Linked DNA regions of Mus musculus: region 1 is linked to region 2. The links are chromatin contacts, called in public promoter capture Hi-C maps. All regions are on one chromosome and are shown on one strand. The core of a region is the stretch at or near the end of the contact, and the rest is flanking DNA. Distances in the headings are between cores, read along the strand shown.

The links. Promoter capture Hi-C pulls out the DNA fragments that hold promoters and counts their contacts.
Region 1: a contact with region 2 is called in a promoter capture Hi-C map of macrophages, with 7 read pairs. The contact joins the promoter of Asb16 here to the promoter of G6pc3 in region 2. A contact is called at or near these places in 10 of 39 promoter capture datasets (the 3T3-L1 cell line, embryonic stem cells, hematopoietic stem and progenitor cells and 5 more), 29 of 484 Hi-C or Micro-C datasets (the AML12 cell line, the Ba/F3 cell line, the C2C12 cell line and 20 more), 12 of 115 datasets of contacts at active chromatin or transcription factors (the 230-238 cell line, the HPC-7 cell line, bone marrow-derived macrophages and 8 more) and 5 of 9 other capture datasets (adipose tissue, embryonic stem cells, liver and 2 more).

What each region holds. Positions count from the first base shown.
Region 1 is chr11:102,267,390-102,270,089 of GRCm38.p6, forward strand. It overlaps Asb16 (ankyrin repeat and SOCS box-containing 16), which reads left to right and starts at 1,362. Exons shown (of 5, transcript NM_148953.3): 1 at 1,362-1,734. The coding sequence starts at 1,434.
Region 2 is chr11:102,188,268-102,190,967 of GRCm38.p6, forward strand. G6pc3 (glucose 6 phosphatase, catalytic, 3) reads left to right here and starts at 1,432. Exons shown (of 6, transcript NM_175935.3): 1 at 1,432-1,876. The coding sequence starts at 1,659.

The sequences.
Region 1 (2,700 bases), core at 112-2,611, 79 kb after region 2:
CTAGGAACTGAAGCTGAGGACAAAACTGTAGGAGAGACATTCTGTGTGGGAGCCTGCGGCCAGGGGGAAGTGAGAGATACAGAGGAGGAGAAGGTTGCTGGAGAGTGGGTGGGAGCAAGCACCGGGAGCAAGGAGGGACCCACATGGCATTGCCAAGACACTGCAGAGCCTGCAGTCTTGAAGACAGAAGCCCGCTGACATCCCTCCACCCTCCCCTGCCAGCTAATCGACCAGCTGTTGTTGTTTCCGCGGCCTCATTCCTCCCCCTAGAGGCTCCTGGAAGTACAGCCATTTCCTCCTAAAGCGAATGGGGCGTAGTTTCCCAAAAGTCTCATCCCTTCAGTCTCCACTTCCAAGGTCAAATCCCTGGACACATCCGCAGTCAGGCACGTGATTCCCCTAGAAACCAGGGAGGGAAAAAAAAAACTAGTCACTGAAGGTAGAGACCGTGCCCAGTTTCGGCATGAGGGGACAAGAAGAGGATTTGCTCAACTGTCTACCCAACATAGCACTACCCTCTAGGGTACTTATCTAAAGTGTGGCCCACTGGAGGCCTTGGCACACCCCCACAAGCTATGTAACTTTGAGTCAGTTTTACCTTTTTAAGACTTAAATTCCACCCAGGTGTGGTAGTGTATCCCTTTAATCCCAGCATTCCTGAGGCAAAGGGAAGTGGATCGCTGAGTTCAAGGCCAGTCTGGTCTACAGAGCTAGTTTCAGGACAGCCAGGACTACACAGAGGAACCCTGTCTCAAAAAACAAAAACAGCAGCACTGCCAACAACAAAACCTTACGTCCTGTAAGTCTCTATCCATCTCAGGTGCTGAACTGAAATTCTTAGCTTGGCCTCATTTCCTGACCAAATCTGTCTTGTATTACAACACTGACTGGTCATCTGAGTAGAGATGGATCTGAGAGTGATTTCAGTTCTAGAAAGCATGGTGTGTGTGTGCAGTGGTTGCTGTTATTTCAAATTCAGGAAGAGTGGTTTGGCTTCTTGGAAGCTCTCTCCACTTCCCCAGACTGAGGTCTATGGGCCATCCTGGGCTTCTACCCTTTTTACCAGCCAATACTTCAGAGGCTGCAGGACCCTGGTCCTTCCTCTACCCTGTCCTGCCCACCCATCTCATGGTTGACTGCTTTGACTAGAAGGCTCACTCCAGAGAAGTGGGGTCCAGGAGTGACCTTTGGCTGAGGCCCTGTTGACCAACAAAAGGGTACCAGCAGGGTCAGAGGCTGGCCCAATACCATCTGCATTAAGATCATGACTCTAGGCAAACTGTTTACCAATGCAGTGAGGGGCCTATTTATAGCCTCAGCTGTTTCTCCAGCTTACCAAGAAGGGGGCAGGGTGGCTCCCCAGAGCAAGGTGCTAGCTGGGACAAGGAACGATTCTCTGCCTAGGTGGCACTGCCCAGACCACTGGACCCCTCATGGCAGGGGAGAGCTTTCCTTTCACATCCTCCACACTGCGTGCTCTCCGCCTGCAGAGAGAGTGGCTGGACTGGGAGGACAGGAGGAGAGCTGCTGCCCAGCAGTGCCGCAGGCACAGGGACCTCCCTTGTCCCCAGGCCCAGCTCCTTAGGCCTCGCCGCTCCTGCCGAGACCCAGCTGTCCACAATGCCCTGTTCTCTGGGGACCTACAGCAGCTCCAAATCCTGTTCCAAGATGAAGACGCTGCCAATATGATTGTGGAGACTGTGAGCAACCAGCTGGCCTGGTCAGCGGAACAGGGTAGGGAACACCACCTAGGAGGACAGAAGAGGGACAGGAGTGGGGGTTGGGAAGGGAAGAAGAATCCATACGCCACTTCTCCGTAAAGAGCCTAGAACGGACCCATAGTCACCCATATTAACTCTTTCCTAAACAGTTGAGGCCAACCACGGTTTTCCTCAAACTCATAGAGATCCACCCGCCTCTGCCTCCTTCATGTTGGGATTAAGGGTGTGAGCCACTATGCCCACCCTCCAAATTTTTTTGGTTTTTTTTTTTTTTTTTCACTATAGCCCTGGCTGTCCTGGAACTCACTTTGTAGACCAGGCTGGCTTCCAACTCAGAGATCTGCCTGCCTCTGCTTCCTAATCTGCTGGGATCAAAGGTGCATCTTACCACCACCTAGCTAAAGTTATATTCTCTCTCTCTCTCTCTCTTTTTAAAGATTTATTTATTTATTATATGTAAGTACACTGTAGCTGACTTCAGTTGCACCAGAAGAGGGCATCAGATCTCATTACCAATGGTTGTGAGCCACCATGTGGTTGCTGGGATTTGAACTCAGTACCTTCAGAAGTAGTCAGTGCTCTTAACCGGCTGAGCTATCTCGCCAGCCTTAAAGTTATATTCTCATATAACACATATACAGATTGTAAATTTTGGCTTTGGTTAATTATATGCACTATATTACTATAGCGTTATATATATGAAAATATACACACATACATATATATCCATGTTTCTCTTACAGTTTCCTGCTATAGTAGACAGTTTTTATGAAACTCATATGCAATTTTTCCTTACCATTACTGACTTTGGGGGTTAGGGAGTGGTGTTGTAGGGAGAAAAGCCAAGCCCCTCCTGCTGAGCCACCCCACCAGCCCCATCTTATTTGGGGGCTAGAGGATTGAACTCTAATTTGAATGCTAATAACCATTGTCTTCGCCACTGTGCTCCGGCCACAGATGGCAAGCTTTTTAAATTTTG
Region 2 (2,700 bases), core at 182-2,681:
GTTCAAGGCCAGCCTAGTCTACAAAGTAAGTCCAGGACAACCAGGACTCTGTTATACAGAAGAAACCCTGTCTCAAAAAACCTAAAACAAACAAACAAACAAATCTAAACAACACAATAAATAGGTAAATAGTGGATAGTCCATACCTATAATCTCAGCAATCCTAAGGTATTGGGAGTTTGAGGCCAGCCTGGGCCAGATCTACCTCAAAAATAAATAAACTAGAGCTTAATCCCAGCAGAGGGAGAGGGGCAGGTGGATCTCTGAACTTAATTAAGTCCCGCCTGGTCTCCATAGTGACAGGACAGCCAGGGATATGTCTAAACAAACAAACAAACAAAAAACATCTGTGTGAAATTTTGGCTTCTTGAAGCAATTAAAAAACACTTTCTTTATTTCATATCTTCATTTTCAACCACCCTTCAGACTTCAAGAACAAAGTTGCTTGAGACACTAAGAAATCCAAGGGTGTGGTCTCATGCCCTTGGGAGTCTCAGCACTTGGGAGACAGAGGCAGGCTGATCTCTGGATATGAGAGCTAGGCCTGGTCTATAAAGTGAGTTCCAAGATTGCCAGAGGTACACATAGAAACCATGTCTTGAAAAACAAAACAAAACTAACCAAACAAAAAGCCGGGCATGGGGCATGGTAGTGCATGCTTTTAGCCTTAAATTCCAGCACTCCGGAGGCAAAGGCAGGAGGATCTCTTGAGTTTAAGAGCAATCCCTGTCTAGAAACACTCCCCACTCCCACCTCGCCACGGACGTGCAAAGAAAGGAGGGAAAAAGAAATCAAAGAAGTATATCAACAGGCTCCTTCCTTTGCTCTAAGCAGATCTCCCCTAGGACTGTGTCCCTCCTAATAATGCAAAAACTGTAGGCGTGTGCCCTTCCTCTTTTCATGGAAATACTATCTCTTTCTTGATTTAGCTGCCCAATAAGAATTTTAAATGGCAGGAGGGTGGTAGGGGTGAGAGCAAGGCAAGTTTCTCGCACATAACATACACACACATGTTAAGCTCTGGATTCTTGAAGGAAGACGTGGATGAAATAGAATGGGAGAATCCTGAGCTAGAGACAGGTAGATGTCAACTAAGACTGTGTGCAACTGGAGGTCGGGCTTTGACTCCCTTCTCTCCAAATGGTCCAGATTTGAGAAAAATGGGTAGTGATGTTGGAAAACAGAGATCAGATCCAGAAGAAACCCTCGCCCTGGAGATTAGACATCGACTTCGCAGCAGCAGAACAAGGAACCGGGACACAGAGCTGGTTCCCAGGTTCATCGGTCCCCTGACCCGGAACAGCAGCGGGTTTCTGCACTACGCTGGCAGCCCACGTGCTAGCAACAGCGGCCACGTGGGGCCTTGAGGAAACGCCTTCGCAAAGGTTTGTCCCCTCCGCTGTCCAGTAGAGAGGAAGGCCGAGGAAGAAAGCCGGAGGAAACAGTACCAGCTACGGCTCCAACTCGCGCGTGTCAGGGACTGCGGGGGCGGGGCGGGGCGGGGGTGGGGCTTGGTTTAGACCCCCGGCGGGTAGGGCGGGGCCGGGGGCTAGAAAGGGTGGGCTCTAGAGGGCCAGCAGGTAGCCGCTTCATTTCTGCTAAGGTTCCTCGACTTGCACCCTACAACGGGCTCCAGGCTAGAGGACTCCTGATTCACCATGGAGTCCACGCTGAGCGCGGGCATCATAATGGCTGAAGCACTACAGAACCGGCTTCCCGGGCTAGAGAATATGTGGCTCTGGGTCACCTTTCTGGGCGATCCTAAGAATCTTTTTCAGTTCTGCTTCCCCGCGGCCTACTACGCCTCCCGCCGCCTGGGCATCTCCGTGCTCTGGATCACCTTCATTGCTGAGTGGCTCAACCTTGTCTTCAAGTGGTGAGACAGAGAGAAGCCTTCGGGCATCCTGGTCCCCTTATCCCTTTGGGGCCCTGATCTCCCTCAAGTAGTTACCTCAAAGGCAAACACTTTTCTACCTATTCTTATCCCCTTAGGCCCTAGTCTTCACCTCAGATCTCACAGTTCACCCATCCTCAACTATCCGGATCAGAGAAACGACTTAAGGGGCGTGTTCAACTGCAAATACAGTCTCCGCCTCAGACCTACTGATTTCGTAACTCCAAATTTAGTTGTAGTTGGAAATCTGCGTTTTAGCAGTTATTACTAGAAATGTAGGTAGCCGAAAATCTTCTTTCTTAGCTGAACATCTTATTCATCTATCCATTTGTTTGACATTAAACTAGGCACCAGTTTCATTAAGATGTGGTCCCTGGTTTAAGCTCAAAAGCAGAGTCAATGCTTGAAGACTTACTAGAAATACAGACTCTAAAGCTCCAGGCCAGATCTGCACTTTAACAAGCCCCCCACCCCCACCCCCGATTATAATGTGCCCAATGAAATTTAGAAGCCACTCAATGCCAGTCACTAAAGGGAATCCTTACCCTACCTGCAAGGAACACTTTTCTTCTCTCCCCAGTACTTAGTCTAGCTTTCTCATTCTAAGAAGCCAGTGGCCCCACACTGCTGGGCCTCCTGCAGCCCTTGGGGTTTATCTGGGCCACCGTGTTTGTTTGCTTGTTTGTTTTTCTGTCTTTTCGGAGTACAGAAGGGAGTTACTCAACACTGCTGTTGCCCAGGCTCCCCAGCCTTGAAGGAGGAAGCAAGGATCATAAAGAGACATAGAATAAGCTAACATGACAAGC